Linked DNA regions of Mus musculus: all the other regions are linked to region 3. The links are chromatin contacts, called in public Hi-C and HiChIP or PLAC-seq maps. All regions are on one chromosome and are shown on one strand. Each heading gives the region's core, a stretch centred on a gene start, on an enhancer-like site or on the middle of the called end of the contact. The rest is flanking DNA. Distances are from core to core; before and after follow the strand shown.

Region 1 (2,991 bases), core at 492-2,991, 270 kb after region 3:
AAAAAACAAACAAACAAACAAAAACCCACAACCACCTTAGGGGAGGAAAGTATTTATTGGCTTGCACTTCAAGGTCACAGGTCGCAGTCCATCATTGAGGGAAGTCAGGAAGGAATGTCTAGCAAGAACTTGAAGCAGACACCAGGATCGATGCTTCCTGGCTAGCTCTCTGGCTCACTTGGACTCATACTCAGCTAGATTTCCTTTGGTTTGTTTGTTTGTTTGTTTGTTTGCTTGCTTGCTTGCTTGCTTGTTTGTTTGTTTATTTAATGAAAGAAAGGGCCTCATCCAGGCATGGTGGTACACACCTTTAATCCCAACACTCAGGAGGCAGAAACAGGCAGATCTCTGGGAGTTCAAGGCCAACTTGGTCTACAACCCAGGCCCAGGGATAGAGCTACCCACAAAGAACTGGGTCCTTCTGCATCGGTGAATAATCAGGACAATCCCCCACAGTCATGCTCACAAGCCAATCTGTTCTGGGCAATTTCTCAGCTGGAGCTCTCCTCTCAGATGACTCTGGGCTGTGTCAAGTCGACCATTCAGGTTAACTTTAGAGTAAGCAGGAAGCCCCTCTCTCATCTTCAAGGTATCAGAGAGAGGAGGAATTACCCATCTTGGGCGGTCAAAGGAGATATTTAAAAGTCCCATGTCAACCTCAGATAGAAGCTAGTTCAACAGGAAGGTCAGGATTTGAGGCACTCGTCTCATATGCACAAGGCCCTGGGTTCCTTCCCCAGCACCAGACAGAAAATAAATCATAACTTCACCAACAGCAAGACACTCACATAAACATGGAATAACTGCTCATCCTCACTCTTAAAAGGTCAGTGTTTAATGACGATGACTGTCCTCCCTGCACAGAAGTTGAAAGAATCAAGGTGAGAAGTGAAACATCAAAGGCATCTCTTCTAAATCCAAATGTACCGTTTCTCAAGCCCACATCAGCTTTCCAGAATGTAGTAAGTACTAATGCTAACTGGAACTCTGACTACGGCTTTAGCTGCACTTAGTTCTAAGTGCATTTGGGCTTTACTAATGCTGAAGAGACTAGGGTTGTGCACAAAAAGAATTAAAGCAGAAAAACACGTTGGCTGGCTAGAGTAGTTGGCTACCATGAGTGAGGCCCTTAGTTCAATTTCCAGCACTGCTGTATGCCTGTAATGGAGGTGGTGGCAAGCAGGAAGATCCAAAAGTCAAGGCTGTCCTCAGTCACATAGCATGTTACAGCTCAAAATAACAGTAACATTTTGGGCTGCATATACATATATATATGTGTGTGTGTGTGTGTGTGTGTGTGTGTGTGTGTGTGTGTGTGTGTGTACACATACACGCTTCAGAGGACCTAAGCTTGATTCCCAGCAGTCACATTGGATCACTCAAAATCACACGTGACTCCAGTTCCAGGGGCATCCAGTCCCCTCTCCTGGCATCCACAGGCACCAGGCACACTCATGGTACTTACATACAAGCAGTCAAAATACTCATACACATAAATCGCTTTACAACTAACAGGGGTGGTGATAACTTGGTTCAGCTCCACAACATTTTGAAGATGAGTCTTTAAACTTGAGAAAACTGCCCTGTAGAATTTGCCCGCTTAGCCTTTGCTGGCTTATCCGAAGAAATAAATGTATAGAGAGCCCGTGAATTGGCCACTGGGGAAGAGCCTGATGAAATACACGTTGTTATTCAACCAATCCTATTACCATCATTATTTCCATGCTGCCTGGTAGACAGAACCCAAACTTCAGTCCAGATCTGAGTCACTTTCAGTCAGCTAAGGGATGGATCACCCAATCAGCTAATGCTGGGGGGTTGGTTTGATTTGGGGGGTTTTTTTTGTTGTTTTTTTGTTTGTTTTTTGTTTTTAGATAATCCTGAAAAATGGATCAAGATGACAAAGAACATTCTGGAAAGAAAGCACAAAGTCCTGAAATGAAAATATAACCCATTTCTTCTCAGCTTGGCTCTGCAGACCATCTCAGAAAAGGATGTTTTTACAGAGCAGAAACGTGACTGGCTGCACCTCCATTTACACTTCTTTGTTACAAAATGCATGTGACTTGTTGGGGTTCCAGCCTCGGGAGAAATCGGAGGCACTGGTGGTTACTTTCCGAAGTGAAACTTCCAACCACAACCTCCGGTGCACAAAAGGCGGAGTGAGTCACAGGAAGAGGCCACTTGCTTGCAAAATGCATTAAAAGTAATGCAGGCTGAATGGACTTCCTGCACCAATGAACAGATAGCTGGCATCGGGACAGGCTCCTCGAGGCTCCCAAACATTTCGGGGAGGACGAGACCATTAGAAATCTGGGCACATCCACCTCTACCCTGTTCCCTGCGTTCTCACTCTGCCCAGGCTGCCAGACCTGCTGTCTCCCAGGCCTGTGGCTCCCATCTGAGATTCCCCAGGAAGGCAGATCTGACTGGATGCTTCCACAGGGTCAGAAGGACACCTTGTGACTTAAGCAAGCACCTGTGGCTCGGTCTCCAAGATCCTTTAATACAAAGAGGTGAGGTGGTCTTTGTAGCAGCTTCTCCCGGTTTGAGCAAGTGGGGTGGAGCTGATGTGAGTCCTAGGCTGATAGCATTACAGCATTCCTGAGCTGGCCAGATGACAGACGTGAGCCCGGGCCTGGGCTGCAATGGTCCACAACATGTGAGTGCATCCGAACCCCATAGGACTTATTAAACTATTCTCGGAGGCCCACACCCACTGCTAGGGTCGGTAGGTCTAGGATAAGGTCCTAAACAATTTTATTTTTAACAAACTCCCAGGACAAACTCCCAGAACCTCCAGGGCCACAAAGAACAGATTTTAAATCTCAACAGACTGGCCTCCAAAGCTCACTTAAAGATTTGGGCCTCGGATTGAGCTCATCCAAGGGACATCCGCACTGAAACAGTCCCCTGAAGAAACTCCCCTGCCTCCACACAAATCCAACCCACAACCTGGCTGGTCTCCAAGCCTGGGACCACAGGGAAAGG
Region 2 (3,357 bases), core at 587-3,086, 490 kb before region 3:
CTCTGTACATATGTGTTTCAATTTGGGATAATTGCAAAAATCACTTTAGACAGCTCAAAATACAACAGGAATGTTCAAACTCCAATTTCTAATCCCAAAGGGATAAAAAAAAAGGCAAAAATGAAGTGATCACTGCAATATTCTGAGATGAGCTGACAGGGAAGTGATATAAACACAGGACATCATAAACTGAGTCTTGGATTGCTTCCACTCCAGAAATATGACACTCAGTTGAGCATTAATTGGTTCTCTAAATGCTATTGGGTAAAATTTTCATGAAAAATTATTTATTTGGGATCACGATTCTTGTTCAAGGTAAAAGGGATATATGTGGAGACAGTCTTTCAGTTGTCAGTTCTGAGGTAGTCTCAGGCATCACCTGGTGAGAGACAAGGAGTGTGCTAGAGACTTACCCAAACTGATTTTGAGAGCAGACACACTCTTAAGATCACCACCCACTAACCATCAATCCACTAAGTCCATTCATTCGAACAGCATCCTCATGGCCTTTTGCATATCCTAACTGATACCCTCTCTTAATCTCTCATAATGGGGATTAAGTTTCATATAAATTTCAAGGAAAAGAATCCATGGTCAAACCATGGTAGTTATCAGGTAATCCATGTCCATCAATTTAAGGAGAAAGTATGTACAGACTATGTGGTCTTCTCATCTGCATGTGTATGCTCATGTTCTCTTTCTAGAATACTAATCTGTCATTCTCTGTAATCATACTAAGACTGTCAATCAACATGCTCTGTCCTTCCCCTCAGGAGTTGACACTAGAACACTAACTTGACAGTAAGAGTGTGACGATACCCTTATCTGCTATGATTTGTGCAGTGACAAGGAAGGAGCCAAGAGGAAATGACAATAGTTTTATGTGGAATTGCTATATAGACATAAGGGCACAAAATGCTTCTGGAAGGCTGTGTAAATCTAAAACTGTCAGCAACTAAAAGCTGATTATCATTACTAATGGCATGTGAGTATCAGCAAAAGGATGAATGGAAGAGAAAAAAGAAGAGAGAGAAAATCAAGTCATGTTTATTTAAGTCCTGCATTTGCATATACTTACTTACTTGGTGATAAAGAATTGGCCCTTTCTTCATAAAAGAGACCAAAGCTAGACTAATCCAAAATTGTCCAGTACATTTTATTGCTTGTATTAATGGTATCTGAGGTTTTTGTGCTTACAGCTGAGCATCTCCTGAACAATGCAAGAAAGTCCAACAAGGTCTTGTCTGCAAAGAAAATCTTACATGCAATCTCTATGTAGAGGCAAAACAGGACTATTGTGATTGACAGGGAGGCAGGCTTGGAGAAAGTAAACCAAGCTTGATCCCTTCTATATCCTCAAATTAGAACTTGAGACATTTCTGTAGGACCCTAGTATTTAAAGAAGCAGTTACAAAACCATCTGCGGACCCTACTGAAGACTCAGTTAGGACAAAGTGGGTATCTACTTCATCTGTCTGATTTTCCTTGATCTTTTCCTTATCACAGTAGCTGCATGTAAATGCACAGATGCTTTGTGAATGATGAAGCAATTTTCTTGGTGTCTTCCCAACTAAGTACCGTGCTTCTTTTCTTAAAACCAATTTCCAGAGTTACTAAGAGGAATACTTATAATAGGTAGCCTGGCTCCCTTTGCCTCTTGTTCCTTCAATATTCTGTAATTGACTTTCTCATTTAGTAGAATCTATATAAGATTGGAATTAGGAGAGCTGTTCATCAGACCCAGCTCTATTAAATCCCTCTCTTCTTGGCTATCCATCTCCCCGCTGGTGATGAAGGGGTTGAGCTGGGTGAGACTGAGAGCCCGTCCAAGTCTATCATTCCATGGCTCATATAGAGCAGGATATTGATGACTCACTTAGCAGATAAACAAGTTCTCCCCATGTGCAGTCTGCTAAAATAATGAGCGGAACTCTTTCTAAACAGAAAAAAATTTTCACACCCGACAGAGTCCAAAACCTCTGAGGTTTAAACAAGGGGAGCTTAATGCTAAGCAGATGAATCCTCTACAATAACATGGCAACACTTCTTGGCAAGCCATGTTCTCTTATGATCTCTCCTGAGCGGCTTGGCTGTTTTGTACAGGGACACCTGAGGTCGGCTCCAGCCCTTGCCCTGTCCTTACCCATCCCAGCACACCCTTTGCATTTTGCTGCAGAACATCCCACTGAGTACAAGAAACAAAAGCCTCCTTTCCAAATGTCCCCCAGAGAGACTGTAAAGTCAACTGTGGTCATTTTGTAATTATGCTTCCTTTTCACTGCTTTAAGCAAATATCTGTCCCAAAGGTTCCTAGAATTTGGACAATGGACAGAAATAACAATAGCTGTCACATCTCTTGCCTATCCCATGAACATACATCAGCATAAGCACATGAGGTAGACAATATCCATAAGTGAAAGGATATAGAACTGAAACATAGAAAAGTATCTTGCCTAATATTCAACTTCAAGGAAATAGATCCAGAGTCCAAACCTGGAAGCATCTTCCTCTATTTTGTTGCTTTTTATGGTGGAAGGGTTAGGAATCTTCCAGAGTCTGGAGTTTCCCATTGAAATCCCTCTCCTAACATCATTTCTTGGTCAGGGTTTCAGTGTGTTCATTTGGCTGCTAGGCACATAAAGCTAAAACCTGAACCTTTCACAACTGAGATTCTATCTAGAGGTATTTGTTCTTCTTTGGTTTATATGAGAAAACAAACAGGATTTGTTTGATTTTGTTTCACAATAAGACTATTCTCTCAAAATGCTATGGTGCAGACCATGTAAACTGTGAGTTTTGCTGCCAGTGAGTTACTGTAGTATACCTAGGACCCATTAGGAAAGTGGGCCCTAGAGGACAAAGTTCCATTAAAAGTTCTCAAAGGAGAAGGGGAGCAGGGATGAGCTGTGTGTATGGAGGACTGGGAGGATGGGTGGGGGCTGATATTGGGATGTAAACTGAATGAATAAATAAATAAATTGATAAAAATATATAATTTAACGAATAGTTCACAATCTCTGAGCTGAGATGGAGCCTTACCAACTGTCCTTCAATGGACCTTTCTCATTTGCACAGAACTCAAGGCAGAGATACTGCACTCAGCAAACTCAACAGCAAGAGCCACACAAAACCCCTTCAGGCACATAATTTAACCTTAGAAAATTAATGAAGGCTCCCATCTAGAGGCAGTGTGCCTTAGCAATCACACTGGTCCCCACAGAACAGTTTTCTTTTGTTAAGCTCATATATTCACTGCCATGTTGTGCTGTCAAATTGAATGTAGAGAGCAAGCTCTGTAAGACCTTGAAGGGATGCTAAGACACAATGAGGCAAAATCTATAGCTATGTCTCTAAAAG
Region 3 (3,355 bases), core at 421-2,920:
ATTAAGTATGAGCAGAGTCCAGAGTGAGGGTGGGGCCTCTGCACCCATCACTAAGTGTAAGAAGAACGCACAGTAGGGGCACACAATGAGTGGCTTTGTATCCACTGAATGTGAGCAGAGAGCATAGTGGGCCTCTGCATCCATCCCTAAATGTAATCCCAAAATGCATCAGAATGCCATTTGTGCTCTACAGAATGCCACCCCACCTGCAAGGACTTATAACCAAAAGACTGAAGAGCCTAAACTGGACTCTTGTCTTTCTAAAGAGAAAGAAGTATGACAGGAAAGTACACTCTACACAAACAAGCCAATGTTGTCATGCAAACCACAAAGGAAATCACTTGATCCATTGTTCCCATCCTGCCATTCAGCCTGAGACAAGTCAATGATAAACATGAAGGCAAGAGAGAATGTTCTGGAAAACATAGAACCCATCTTTAAATCAAGTAAGTGTTACTCCTAAAACAACTCACATCTCCAGCCTTACAATGCCTCTTGCATGCCTGTCTGCAGAACCAGTTTGTGGTCCTCCCTCTGCTTTGTCCCCTGTGGAGACCAGAAAAGAATGACCTAGTCAATGCAGAGTATGCCATTGCTCCAAATCTCTATAACCAAGAGTTCCAGAAAGCCAGAGACGGAGACACCTAATCCTTCCAATAGCTGAAGAATTGTGTCTTGGGCCTTAGATGCTGTGTTCCAGGGATCTGTTTGGTCCAACAGAAATCTTCCTTGGCTGACTAAAGAAAGAGAGAGGCTGAGTCTCATCTAGGTGATTGGCAAGGGAGACATATGTTGTTCCCCACATGTGTTCACACCATTCAGGCTTTCAGCTGGGAGCAGCCCCAACAGTAAGAACATATCCAAACAAGCATCATAGAGCCTGCCTGGGGCTGTGCAGCCAACAACCTGACTGGGAATGAATGAGATTGCTCCTAGCAGAGTTCCAAGCTGGAAGGAATCATTAAAACGGTGGCTACTATTTCTCTGCAGAAAAAAGAGACTCAGTCGGGGTCATTCTAAAATAGCCTTTGCAGAGACATCTGTTCTGGTGGCATCTCCACTCAAGCAAGTATGCAATGCTCTCGTTTCCAGTGAAACTGATCAACGGGTGTTTGCATGCAGAACAGTGCATTTTCATAGCAAATGCCTGGCGTGTTTGCAAATACTAAATGATTCGGGTGGGGTGGGCTGGTGAGTGTGTCCTGTCAATGTCGATCTAATGGCCTTCTTGTGAAGCTTCAGGCCAAGCTGAGGTGACTGGAGGGACTCTAATGAAACTGATAATATCTCTGGCTTGGCTAGAAGATGACTCACCAGCCAGAGACTCATTAGCACAGGGTCACCCGGGAACTGAGAGGTTCCTTTCAGAGCAGGAGGCACAGATATCCAGCACACTGCTTGCATTTCAATGACTCTCTCTCACGGAGGAGAAGCTGGCTTCGCTAAACCAGGAATGCACATCCTCAAAAAAGAAGAATGATTGCTGCTAATTAGGGATAATTTTAAGACTCTCCGACAAAACGCAGGTGGAATTCTTTCAATTCATTTGCCTTTGAGTTAGTTCTGAAGTGCTGGCTGCTGTCCAACAAGTATCTACAGTTCCTATGAATTCATAAGGATCCAGGGCTTCAGCACAAAGTCCAGCTGAGCAGTCAGTGGTCACCTTAGTAACATCAGTGTCCTGGCTGTGTTTATGTACAATTATCATGGTGTCAGATACACCAGCCAGAGAACCGTACTGATGATAAAAGACAAAACTGGCCTTTTGCTGGTAGAAATGAGTGGCACTCTTGCCCGAGTAGAGCCAGCTGTCTAGGGCAGTTCACGCTCACCATGTGATAGACACTAACATTTGGGGACCATCCTCCTTCAACGACCTGGTGTCTCATTTTTCCCTCCTGTCTTGATTCCAAGTTTTTCTTCCCAACTATGCTTTATCTACCTGGTTACTGCCTAGATTCCATGTACTTCTTTTGCCTTATATGTTATCAGTCCCCATTTCTCTACTGATGAGTCTCCTTTCTACCCTTCATCTTTCCCATCCATCCAGACCCATCCTTTTCCAAGCTCAGATGCCACAGGGCCAAGAGCCTGCCCAAAGCACAATTTGATATAGGGTCTCACAATGAGTACCTAACCTTCTGCTTTTATGTTTGAAAAATTTCATTAATTGTGGGGAGGGGCAGGGTATATGTTATGAGTACCAAAAGAGGCAGATCCCTAGTGTAACAATGTATTCTGGCCTGCCCAATGAGGGTGCTTATAGAAGAACTTGGGTCCTGTGCAGAAGTAGCACCACGCACTCTTATTTACTGTTTTCTTGGTTTTATCCTTGTTTTTTATTGGTCTATTTGTTCTCTAAAAAGAGAGAGAGAAGGAAGTTGTGGAGTTAGGTGGGCAAGGAGGTTGAAAAGATCTAAGAGGAAACAAGAGAGCTGAAATCATGATCAGAATAGATAGTAGGAAAATATTATTTGTGTGTGTGTGTGTTTGTAAGAGAGAGGGGGATCTTTCTTGCCACAGTCCTTGTCCCAGTAGTTACAAGGTACTAAGTGACCCGTGCTATCTGTGCCTTCAGTCTGTTGAATTGGGAAAAAATAAAGATAAAAGTAATTGAGAGGAAAGGAGGAGGAGCAAGAACAACAAAAAACAAGAAATAACAGCAATGAAGGAACCGTGGTGGGGGAGATCATGTAGGTAAACGATAGATGACAGACAGATAGATTATAGGCAGATGATTGATCATGGATGGATAGATAGATAGACAGACAGACAGTCACTAGCATCCAGAGCTCTAAAAACGTGAACACTCTCTGTGCCCTCCTCTGATCTCCCTGAACTCAGACTACCATCCAGGTAAGGCAGTGGGCACCATCCTCTCTTTGGCATATGGTAAACACAACCTTCCCTATTTCCCACACTCACTTTCTCCACAAATGTGAACCCATTTCTACCTCTATTTGCTTAGAAATCAGTATCAGATGCAAAATGTTTTTTCTGTAATTATTCTTAAGTAGTATTTCTATTGTACACAGTGGGAAAATTACCTTCCTCATATTTTCCAATGCAGGCAAGCGATACAACATGAATCCCCTCTCAAGTGTCTTACCAGCAATGTTCCGAATGATGACTGCACTAGGGTTTTTCTGAGTACTTACCACTGGTCATGTTTGTCTAAGATAGTCACTTCCCAGAGGAGACATTAGAATGTCACACAGAATCCATAGTTTGTTCATTCCACAGCAATAAAAACATGTTCTCTTAAAAATAGCTCTAATGTTCAAAGCAACTTTCTCATCAGAGCAGGAGGACAAATTAAGAGCTGTCATGATCTAAGTAAAAGGAAGGATTTTAG

What was found. Hi-C and Micro-C count contacts between places; a contact is called where the count stands out from the background. HiChIP or PLAC-seq counts read pairs in DNA pulled down with a chosen protein or histone mark.
Region 1: a contact with region 3 is called in a Hi-C map of the N1E-115 cell line, with 3 times the contacts expected there. The contact joins two enhancer-like sites. A contact is called at or near these places in 1 of 15 datasets of contacts at CTCF or cohesin (large pre-B cells), 2 of 484 Hi-C or Micro-C datasets (the N1E-115 cell line and adipose-derived mesenchymal stem cells) and 8 of 115 datasets of contacts at active chromatin or transcription factors (CD8 T cells, acute myeloid leukemia, astrocytes and 4 more).
Region 2: a contact with region 3 is called in an H3K27ac HiChIP or PLAC-seq map of VIP interneurons, with 15 times the contacts expected there. The contact joins two enhancer-like sites. A contact is called at or near these places in 1 of 484 Hi-C or Micro-C datasets (bone marrow-derived macrophages) and 1 of 115 datasets of contacts at active chromatin or transcription factors (VIP interneurons).

What each region holds. Positions count from the first base shown.
Region 1 is chr12:16,530,435-16,533,425 of GRCm38.p6, forward strand. No RefSeq gene overlaps it. Among named protein-coding and RNA genes, the nearest start is that of Lpin1, 58 kb to the right of the region's middle. Within about 2 kb of position 1,742, at least 209 of the 459 cell types and tissues checked have an H3K27ac peak or open chromatin away from gene starts, as enhancers often do. A contact at or near this core is called in the N1E-115 cell line and oligodendrocyte precursor cells, where this site is marked.
Region 2 is chr12:15,769,920-15,773,276 of GRCm38.p6, forward strand. No RefSeq gene overlaps it. Among named protein-coding and RNA genes, the nearest start is that of Mir6387, 30 kb to the right of the region's middle. Within about 2 kb of position 1,837, at least 14 of the 459 cell types and tissues checked have an H3K27ac peak or open chromatin away from gene starts, as enhancers often do. A contact at or near this core is called in VIP interneurons, where this site is marked.
Region 3 is chr12:16,259,846-16,263,200 of GRCm38.p6, forward strand. No RefSeq gene overlaps it. Among named protein-coding and RNA genes, the nearest start is that of Gm36372, 29 kb to the left of the region's middle. Within about 2 kb of position 1,671, at least 36 of the 459 cell types and tissues checked have an H3K27ac peak or open chromatin away from gene starts, as enhancers often do. A contact at or near this core is called in the N1E-115 cell line, VIP interneurons and oligodendrocyte precursor cells, where this site is marked.